Linked DNA regions of Mus musculus: all the other regions are linked to region 3. The links are chromatin contacts, called in public Hi-C maps. All regions are on one chromosome and are shown on one strand. The core of a region is the stretch at or near the end of the contact, and the rest is flanking DNA. Distances in the headings are between cores, read along the strand shown. Region 1 overlaps Chst11 (carbohydrate sulfotransferase 11). Region 2 overlaps Chst11 (carbohydrate sulfotransferase 11). Region 3 has its middle 15 kb from the start of Gm33781.

What was found. A called contact is a pair of places that touch in the nucleus more often than the background predicts.
Region 1: a Hi-C map of uterus shows a contact between it and region 3, with 2.9 times the contacts expected there. The contact joins two enhancer-like sites. A contact is called at or near these places in 7 of 39 promoter capture datasets (the C10 cell line, the HPC-7 cell line, cranial neural crest and 4 more), 4 of 484 Hi-C or Micro-C datasets (bone marrow-derived macrophages, embryonic stem cells, macrophages and 1 more) and 5 of 115 datasets of contacts at active chromatin or transcription factors (embryonic fibroblasts, embryonic stem cells, fetal liver and 1 more).
Region 2: a Hi-C map of uterus shows a contact between it and region 3, with 4 times the contacts expected there. The contact joins two enhancer-like sites. A contact is called at or near these places in 1 of 39 promoter capture datasets (the C10 cell line), 2 of 15 datasets of contacts at CTCF or cohesin (the NIH/3T3 cell line and large pre-B cells), 5 of 484 Hi-C or Micro-C datasets (bone marrow, bone marrow-derived macrophages, natural killer cells and 2 more), 2 of 115 datasets of contacts at active chromatin or transcription factors (astrocytes and large pre-B cells) and 2 of 9 other capture datasets (bone marrow-derived macrophages and embryonic stem cells).

Annotation. Positions count from the first base shown.
Region 1 is chr10:83,160,941-83,163,839 of GRCm38.p6, forward strand. The region is part of intron 2 of Chst11 (carbohydrate sulfotransferase 11); the gene reads left to right. Among named protein-coding and RNA genes, the nearest start is that of Slc41a2, 180 kb to the right of the region's middle. Within about 2 kb of position 1,336, at least 97 of the 459 cell types and tissues checked have an H3K27ac peak or open chromatin away from gene starts, as enhancers often do. A contact at or near this core is called in uterus, where this site is marked.
Region 2 is chr10:83,099,857-83,102,929 of GRCm38.p6, forward strand. All of the region lies in intron 2 of Chst11 (carbohydrate sulfotransferase 11), which reads left to right. Among named protein-coding and RNA genes, the nearest start is that of Chst11, 120 kb to the left of the region's middle. Within about 2 kb of position 1,260, at least 49 of the 459 cell types and tissues checked have an H3K27ac peak or open chromatin away from gene starts, as enhancers often do. A contact at or near this core is called in uterus, where this site is marked.
Region 3 is chr10:82,947,663-82,950,744 of GRCm38.p6, forward strand. No RefSeq gene overlaps it. Among named protein-coding and RNA genes, the nearest start is that of Gm33781, 15 kb to the left of the region's middle. Within about 2 kb of position 1,704, at least 4 of the 459 cell types and tissues checked have an H3K27ac peak or open chromatin away from gene starts, as enhancers often do. A contact at or near this core is called in uterus, where this site is marked.

The DNA of each region.
Region 1 (2,899 bases), core at 86-2,585, 210 kb after region 3:
CTCATTTCATCAGTACTGAAGATCTGGTTTAATAATAATAATAATAATAATAATAATAATAATAATATAATAATAAGCAGAAGGAGGGAGAGGAAGAAGAGCAGAAGGAGGAAGAAGAGGAGGAGGAGGAGGAGGAGAAGAGGAGGAGGAGGAGGAGGAGGAGAAGAGGAGGAGGAGGAGGAGAAGGCGGCAGCAGCAGCAGCACTGATGTTAAAATCCAAACACCCGTGCTCCCTGCAAGCCCAGAATGAAGCTCACCCGTTGGAAGAGTGGCATGGAGGTGGTGGGGAGCGGGATGGGGGGCTTCCCATTCCACAAAAGCCTGAGGAGTCTGGGGCAATGGCAGCCCCTGTAGGGGTCCAGATCTTTCACACATGAGTATGAATAGGAGTCGATATCCCTGAGTTGCTGGTGAGGCACTTCCAGGACCAACCTTGGGATGTGGGAGCCACGACCTGCATCATCAGTGTATTTGGTTCAGGTGGGGTCAGGCAAGGCTGTGGAGCCCCATACTCCGAACACTGGTGAGACAGATGACAAGGTGACCCTGCATATCAGCCATCTCCAGTCAAAGATTTTCAGAATTTCCCAAGCCCACTTCACCTTGACTTGGGGGTCAGAATGGGACTCAGAGGTTCTTGTTCATGGAAGCCAGATGGCACACCTCGATGGGCCATGTGCACTGTTCCAGACACCTTGTAATATGGTCACCAAAGTCACTGTTCATTCTAGAAACCAGGTTTTTTTGTTTTTGTTTTTTTTATAAAACATGGTCTCACTATATAGTTCTGGATGGCCTGGAACTCGCTGTGCAGTCCAGACTGACGGACTCAGATCTGCCTGCCTCTGCTGTTACTAGAGGCCTGTATCACCTATGGCCTCAGGAAATGCCGGATCTAGTTTTCAAAGGCTGGTGGTGGAGGGAGTGTCTATCACAGGAAGCCCCACCCCCACCCCCCATGATCGTGTTAACTTCAGCCTCGCTTCAGTTGAGGCCAGCACATTCTAGAAGCTTAATAAGTTAAAACAGTAGCTAGCAGTGCTTACAAAGCACTGGTGTGTGCTGTTCTGCTGAATTAAAAAAATGCTGTGCGATTACACAACAGCCCTAACCTGTAGGTGTGGAAGCTAGGGTATAGGGGTGTGTCCCGGGCCCAGCCTCAGACTTCGGTAAGAAGATGCATGTGTTTGGGCCGCTGGGGGGATCCTTCTGCCCCTCAGAAGCTCCAAGGAGCAGATAGCTCTTTGCCCCAGTGATTGAAGGGCTCCCAGCCAGTGGGGCAGATGTCTCTCGCCTGTTCCCTGGGCCCCTTGCCCAGTTCCTCCCTGCCCTGCACAATGTCTTCAAGCATGCTGGAAACATTAACTGCTCTCCTGCTATTCATCTTGGCTAGGCTAGCTCTGACAGTCCAATTTCAATGTTCCTCCCAGGGCAGACAGTAGGTCACAAGAATCGATAATGGATCCCAGGCGATTGGACACAATTCCGATCTGATGGGAACCTGCCCCCTTCCTTGTACTGAGCCTCAAGCCTCCTCTTAAACCCACAACTTCAGAGTACTGCCTTCTGGGAATAGCCTGACTCTGAGGTAGCAGGGGAGACAGCCCGGTGATTGTTCCCACTGACGTCCTGGATGCATGGCTTCCTCAAGTCCTTAGGGATGATAAAAAGGACAACAGGCCTCAGCCCCTCCAGCCCCTTCCTAATCATCTGGCCCTCCCTAGGCCATTGTCCCTGCATAACCAACAGGGCCAAAACCTTGTCTCCCCTGTAACTGTCTGTGTCTTCTCCACCTCGAATAAAGACAGACGGACACAGAAAACAGTAGTTCCTTTATTTGATGGGGGTGGCTTCTGAGACCCTTTCAGATACTGAAGTCCACAGAAGCACTTGTCCCCGGTATGAAATGTAATTATATTTGCATAGAACCTACACACATCCTCCTGTAGAGTCTCGAGCTTTCCAGTACCACTGAGTATGATATAAATGTCCCATGAATTGATTTCATCGTGTTCAGGGCAGATGCAGTTTGGATCCAGGAGCAAATGAGTCCTTGCTACCTACTGTCCATAGTATGTGTGTGACTCCACAGCAGCCTCCTGGCCTCTCGCCTTGCCTCCTGTCATCTTCCTGAGCCGCACATGTGACATACCTTAACCCTTGATCAGCCCCACTCCATCCCCACACTGCCAACCCAACCAATCTTCCCAGCTATCACAGGAACCCCCTTAGAGCCTCACTTTGATCCCCCCCCTTGCCAGGCCATATGCTCAGCTATGCATAGAGGCCTTGGACATGGCTCCCCACACCGCCACTGCAGTCTCTGGCATTCAGTCTGGGCTGGATTCATCCAAATTTGTCTTTCTCCCACTTAAGCACCTCCTTGCTGAAGCCAGAGCTGTTAGCACATGTTGGACCATATCGCTCCCCGGTTCACACCTTTCTAGGGGACCCACCCAGCTCTGGGTGAGTCCTGGCAAAGTCGCCTCTATGCCAGGATTGCTGTGTGCTCTTCACAACCTCCACGACATCCTGACTTGGTTCTAGTTCACTTCCCTGCCCAACAGGGCATGGCTCTGAGGATCCGTGGGGTGGCGTGTGACAAGTGTTCGGGGCAGTGCCCCTCCATAGCCGTTAGCTGCTATGTGTATTTACAGTGGTCCCTTGGGGGCCAGTTCTGAGCAGATCCTGATGGGTCAATGGGACTCTGGCCTAGCTCCTGGCTCCAGGCGGGAACTTGATTACAGATGGAACGGAGGTGAGGAGATGAAGCCATAAGACAGCACCGGCTGATATGGTGTGAGCCTAAGAGTCTAGAGGAAAAACATGAGAGCGAGAGGGGGGCTGGAGGGGGGACAGCCTCCCTGGAGGAGGAGGAGGAGGAGGAGGAAGAGGAGG
Region 2 (3,073 bases), core at 10-2,509, 150 kb after region 3:
GTCCCTGGGTCATTTGCACTGGCTTCTTGAGGTAAAGAGCCCTCTAGAGGAAAGGGACTGTGTCTTGTGTGTCTGGAACCTAGCTGGCTTCCTAGCTAGGCATTGGCAGGGACTCTTCAGTGTGCATTGAATTAGGTACCTTTCTCATTTATTCTAATAATTTAGGAGATACTGCCTATCAAGCGGCCACCGAAGGCATGGTGGCTGGAGGTACCACTGGCTCATAACATCTGGGTGTCAGACAGAAAGCGGGGATAGTTTGGCTGGAAACCCTGCCAGACTGCACTTCGAGACCTGTCTTCTGAAAACTACTCGCTTCCTCCAGTGAGGCCCCATCTCTTAAAACTCCCACAGACACCCCACCCCCCAAAATAGTACCACCAGCTGGGAACCAAGTACCCAAATTCAGGAGCCTACTGTGGACATTTCACATTCAAAATCTAATATGAGGTATTGAGGTTCTGAACACAGCTGCTTTTTCCTGGGTCCTGTGAGCTCAGCATGTGACCAGACACATGTGTCTTAGTTAGGGTCACTATTGCTATGATGAGACGCCATAACCAAAGCAACTTGGGGAGGAAGGGGTTTATTCAGCTTATGCTTCCATATCACAGTTCATCATCAAAGGAAATCAGGACAGAAAATCAAGCAGAGCAGGAACCTAGAGGCAGGAGCTGATGCAGAGGCCATGGAGGGCACTGCTAACTGCCTTGCTTCCCATGGCTTGCTCAGCCTGCTTTCTTACAGAACCCAGGACCACCAGGAACAAAGGCTGGTCCCTCCAGCATCAATCGCTAATTAAGAAAATGCCCTACAGGCTTGCCTATGGCTGGGTCTTAGAGAGGCAGTTTCTCATTTGAGGCTCCCCTTCCCTGACAACTCTAGCTTGTGTCAAATTGATATAAAACTAGCCAGGGCTCTGGGGTTCAGGGAAGAAGAGTCCCTCTGCACTGGGGCTGGGGCCTGTGCATGACCCTCTAAGAGCCTAAGTGCAGGCTGGAAAAGAATGAGTACCTGGGGTGTGACAGCCCTCGCTGTGCCCTTCCTACCAGCCACCCAGCCACGATGACAGGTCTTCCACAGCACAGTTTAACTGAAGGTGAGGGCATTGGAGCCCAGGTTCTAACTCCATCGGGCTCTAACTCTTCCTGTCACTGGCAGGACCAGACCACCTGAGAGGGAATTCAGGATCTCGGGGGCGGTGCCGGGGCCGGGGCTTTGATTTCCTCATCTGGAAACCGGAAATGAATTACTTAACCTCAGTTAACCACACTGTGTCACACAGCAGTTAAGACTTGGTAAAGCCAGATGCCCCTGGTAAGGGAATTCGGGGTACTCTTTTTAATCTCCCTGAGCCCCAGTTTCTTAATCTGTAAAGTGTGTGTGTGTGTCTCTGTGTGTGTGTGTTAGGGGTGCTGTCAGTTTCTAGATCTCTGAGTTGTTCCAAAATGGAATGAGCTGATTTCTTTGAAGTCCTCAGAACAATAGCATAACATACAGCCAAGTTTAGCAGCCAGTATTTTTTTTTTAACTTTAAAGTCTTCCCATAGGGTCCTCAGAATACCTCTGTCCCCAGTGGGTGGATTCAGGGAAAAAAATGGGAGAGGGAGCCTACAAGTACAGTCCCCCTTCCTGGCTTGGCTAACTCTCCCTCAGACTCACACAGGCACTTTGTTGAGCTAGACTGAGCACTCCCAAGCCAAGAGTGTGTTTGCGGAGGCTAGAGACAATGTCTGACTCAGGGAAGTTGCAGGAAGCTAGCACTTCTATGGGTTTGGAACTTTTTTTTGTTTCCTAAAATAAAAATAAAAATGTTAGGCAGCTGTTTTTAGATGTTCCTTTTTTGAGCATTCCCGGCCCAGACATAGTAACCATGTGTAAGTTTCTTTTTGGTTCATGTTCCTTGCCCACAAGGGCCTATTTCCGTGTTCTGCTTGTTCTTCAGATGTCAATGGAGGTGGTTTGGCAGCCATCTTCCATTCTGGTAAAGCCCTACCAGTACTGGTGTTGGCAGAGTGGTGCTGATGGAGAGTTCTGGGTCTGTCCCCTCATTAACAGGAGGGACCTGCCAGTGAGAGCAAGCCCGAGCAGGCTGCAGGCAGGCCAGGCCTTGAGCTGTCCATCCAGAGAGGGTCTGTGGCCCTGGTTAGTAATGGGTTCACTGGGCTTCTGTTGGTGAGAGCGCTGGCTCTGTATAAGCTGTGCATAGTTGCTAGCTGAGCGAATGAGCGGCAAGGCTAACTCACACAGACAAGGCACAAAGCCCTGGGTTTGCTTCCCAATTCTGCAGGAACGACAGCATGGTGGTACAGACTTGTAATCGCAGCCCTTGGGAGGGGAAAGCAAAGGGTTCAGAAATGGAAAGTTATCATTGTGGAACCTGAGGCCAGCCTAGGCTACAGGAGACCCCGTGTCTAAACAAACAAGGTCCAGGGAGACGCTTGGTTGGGCAGTGTTTGCCACACAAGCATGAGGGACCTGAATTCAGATCCCTATCACATTGATTTTAAGAAGGGGGTTAAAAAGAAAGCTGGCGTTTCGTGTGTCTTGTGGTGTCGTAGGTGTGGGGTTTGGTGTGGTGCCCTGTGTTGCAATCCCAGCATCGGGGAGGTAGGCAAACAAGGATTCCCGCACCTCACTGGCCTGTAGTCCTACAGAATCTGTGAGCTTCAGGTTCGATGAAAGCCCTGAGGCTAAATAAGGTAAAGAATTCCAGAGGAAGGTACCTGATAGCAACCACCAGACACACACACACACACACACACACACACACACACACACACACACCATAAACCAAACAGAACGTCCATTTGTTCCTCTGGAGAGAAAAGTGAAACACAGAGACCCATGGGTTTTGTCAATGGGACATTTCTAGTTTCTCCTTCAACAGCAACCAGAAAGACGGTTGAGAAGGAACCTAGTTCACCCACTGCGTAGGGACAATGTGAATGGAAAGACCCCTCCCTCTCTTACTACAGCGCGAGCTCAGCCATGCACTCAGCAGGCAGCTCGGCAGTTCTGTGATTGACGTTCTCAAGGCCCCGTATTCCCGGGCTGATGGGCTTGCTTGCAG
Region 3 (3,082 bases), core at 454-2,953:
TGCAGGAAAAACAGCCAAACACATACAACACAAATAAGCAAATCTTAAAAACAAGACAAGAGTTTAGAGAACTTGGAAAAAGTCTCTCATGACATTTTTCTTTAATATCCCCCAAGTAACCGAATTGTGCCACATTCCTTTGGGTACTGCAGAGGGAACAGTACCCAGCCAGTGATACAGTCAGTGTTCGGACCTTCTGTCAGAGGGTGAGTGGCTTATCAACAGTAGGCGCAGATGCCAGGTCTGCCTCCACAGGAAGTGGTGAAGGTGAGTGGCTGGCTGGATCCTAGCAGCAGGGGCTTCTGGGATGATGGTGTTGGTGAGATGTCTGGAGATCTTGTGAGCCTTAAGGACAGACTTTCATCTTGAATGTGAACAGAGACCCATGTCAGATTTCTAACTTCGCTGTAAGGGTCAAAGAAAAGGAGCATTTTTCTCAAAGCCACTAGTGTAATTGGTAAGCTGGTACAGCAGCTGTGAGAACCCAAGGTACACTGTTGTCCTGTTTCTCAGAGGAGGTGCCAGTGCTTGGGAGCATTTACCAGGAAATGGCAGTAATGCAGAGCCCTGTGCTACGAGGACCTTCATAACCCAGCCGCAGAGGCAGGTGCATACATAGAGCGAAGGAGGCCCAGGCAAACCAGGGATGATGTGAAGACTGGGTTTGTCTATGATTAGTAGACTCAAGGTGAGAGGGTGGGCTTCTCTTCAGCGGGAGGTATGGGAAGCAACCTAGGACTCCTGCTGGAGTAGCAGACCAAAAGCCAACTGACTGAGTGGCCCATGAGCACTAGACCCTGGAAAGGCGAGCCCTTAAGGGTGAGTTGTAGTTGAGCCACGCCTGGAATCAAGTTGCTGAAGGGCACCCAAGCCTCTCATTTCATGATCTGTATTCCTCTCCCTGGGCCAGCTCTCCTTTAAGGTGGCCAAAGCCACGGTCTGTTGACACAGGACTGTGTGGCCGTCCATGGAGCAGTCCCGCTCAGGAGATGATCAAGCAGGGCCCCCCCAAAATCAGAAAGCACGTATGTGATGTGTACGTAATTATGTGTGGCACATATGCTTTTGTCCTCTTCCCTACCCCAGTTCTTTGCTAACAGAACATGGAACCTGAGTTTGCTCCAGGAAAGTCCTTAGATCTGAGGACAGTGGGTCCTTCCCCAAACACAGGCCTAAACTGTGATTGGGCTAAACTGAGCAGGGCGCTTTGCCTAGGACTGTATTCCCCATCTCCCTTTTGCTGTTAGGAGCAGCGACGACAGAGTTCTGACATGGAGATTCTATGTGGGACAAATTTTTGCATCCCGACAAAAGCCATGAATTTTCTATTCCCATCCCTTCCCTATCTCTTTCTTAGAATGTAGTTGCTTAACGACAAGACACTTGGAACTGCTACCATGAAGCAACGTGCTGAGGGTGACTGAGGGAAGAGACAGGAAGTCTCTCCAGGCTCCTGCCTTGAGCTGCCACTGAACATGTCCTTGTTCCAGATAATTCAGTGCCTTTATTGTTCCGGCCAGCTTGAGGTATCTTTCAGACACGCAGCCAGACACATTCTGACAGGACTGTAAAGGTGGAGGGAGGCCTGCTACATCTCCAGACTCTGAGGAGAAGCTTCGAAAGGCAGCATGTTAGCTCACACCCCTCTGACTCTATCTTCAGACAGAATGGGTCAAGTTGTTCTCTCTCTATCAGGTCACCGTGACCCTGCTCTCGTGATCACATGTGTTCTCTGCCTCTTCCTGCTCCGGATAATCCTCCTGTCTCAAGGAGAGCCAACCTAGACTCTGTCTGCAACATTTCTTAAAATAAAAAAGTTATTTATTTTATATGTGCGTATGTGGCACATGTGTATGGAGGTCAGAGGGTAATTTGTGGGCAGGTTCTTGCCTTCTGCTCTGTGGGTCCCAGGGACCTAACTTAGGTCACCAGGTTTGGCAGCAACTACCCTTCCTCGTTGAGCCATCTCACAAGCTCTACAATTGTAAAAATACAATTTATTTACCACGTGTCTTTGAGTGTGCATTTATGCGATGGTCAGATGGTGATTTGGGTTTTTTTTTTAAAGATGTTTTATTGGTTCTTTGTGAATTTCACATCACATACCCCAATCTCACTCATCTCTCCTCTTCATATCCACCCTCCAGCCTTCCTACCCATTCCCCAAAAGAAAAGAAAATAAGATAGAATAAAAGAAAGAGTCTTTCTGGAAGCTGCAGTGTGTCACAGTGTGTCCCACAGTCTACCCTTTGGCCACACGTCTTTACTTGCACATGTTGACTGCAATGAGACACTGGTCTGGTTTGAGGCCTCCAGCTTCGACTACATCAATACTGAATCCTCACTGAGACTCCTCTCCGATATCTTGCTGTTGACCTGTGTCATGGAGATCATGCAGCTTTGGGATCTGCAGGACCTGCTTTTACACAATGCTCCAGCAGATCATAGATGGGGTCGATGTTGGGGTGGGCCAACTCAAAGCCCTGCATCTGGGCCTGGGAGGTAGCTGTGTGCCTTTATCACCATGGCGAGGTTGCCAGGACAATGCTCACCCAAGGCAGCAGCCAGCTAGGGGACGGACCTTCTTTCAGGTCCTCCGGGTTAGCTCACCTCTTCCCACCCCTCATGCCTTTGCCACCAGGGTCAGCTCTATGGTGATGTGTGAGGTGAGGAGCAGAGCCTAAGTGCTGCAGACAGTGAGGGGCGGGGCCAGCTCTCTCACTTTCCCGACTTCCATTGCAGTTCATCTGTCTGCCAGAGGTGAGGGATAGGAGGTGGAAGGTGGGCATTTCTCCCTTACCCATGTGGGGCTGCCAAGGTCAGCTCTACTGTGGCGCCCAGGCAAGGGGCTATGTCAGCTTAGCCCAAATGCTTCAGTTGGCAGCCCGAACCAGGAACATCCGTGTGATCTTTGGTGCTAAAACAGGCCTGGGACATCAAAACAGATCCCGGCTGCCATAGGACCACGAATCCAGACATGGCTCCCAGCAGCAGCCTGGGCCCCAATGTCCCCAGGGCCCCGGGATGGCAGCATAGGCAACTCAGATTAGCATGCACCCCAAGGGCAGCACAGCCTGCAGAT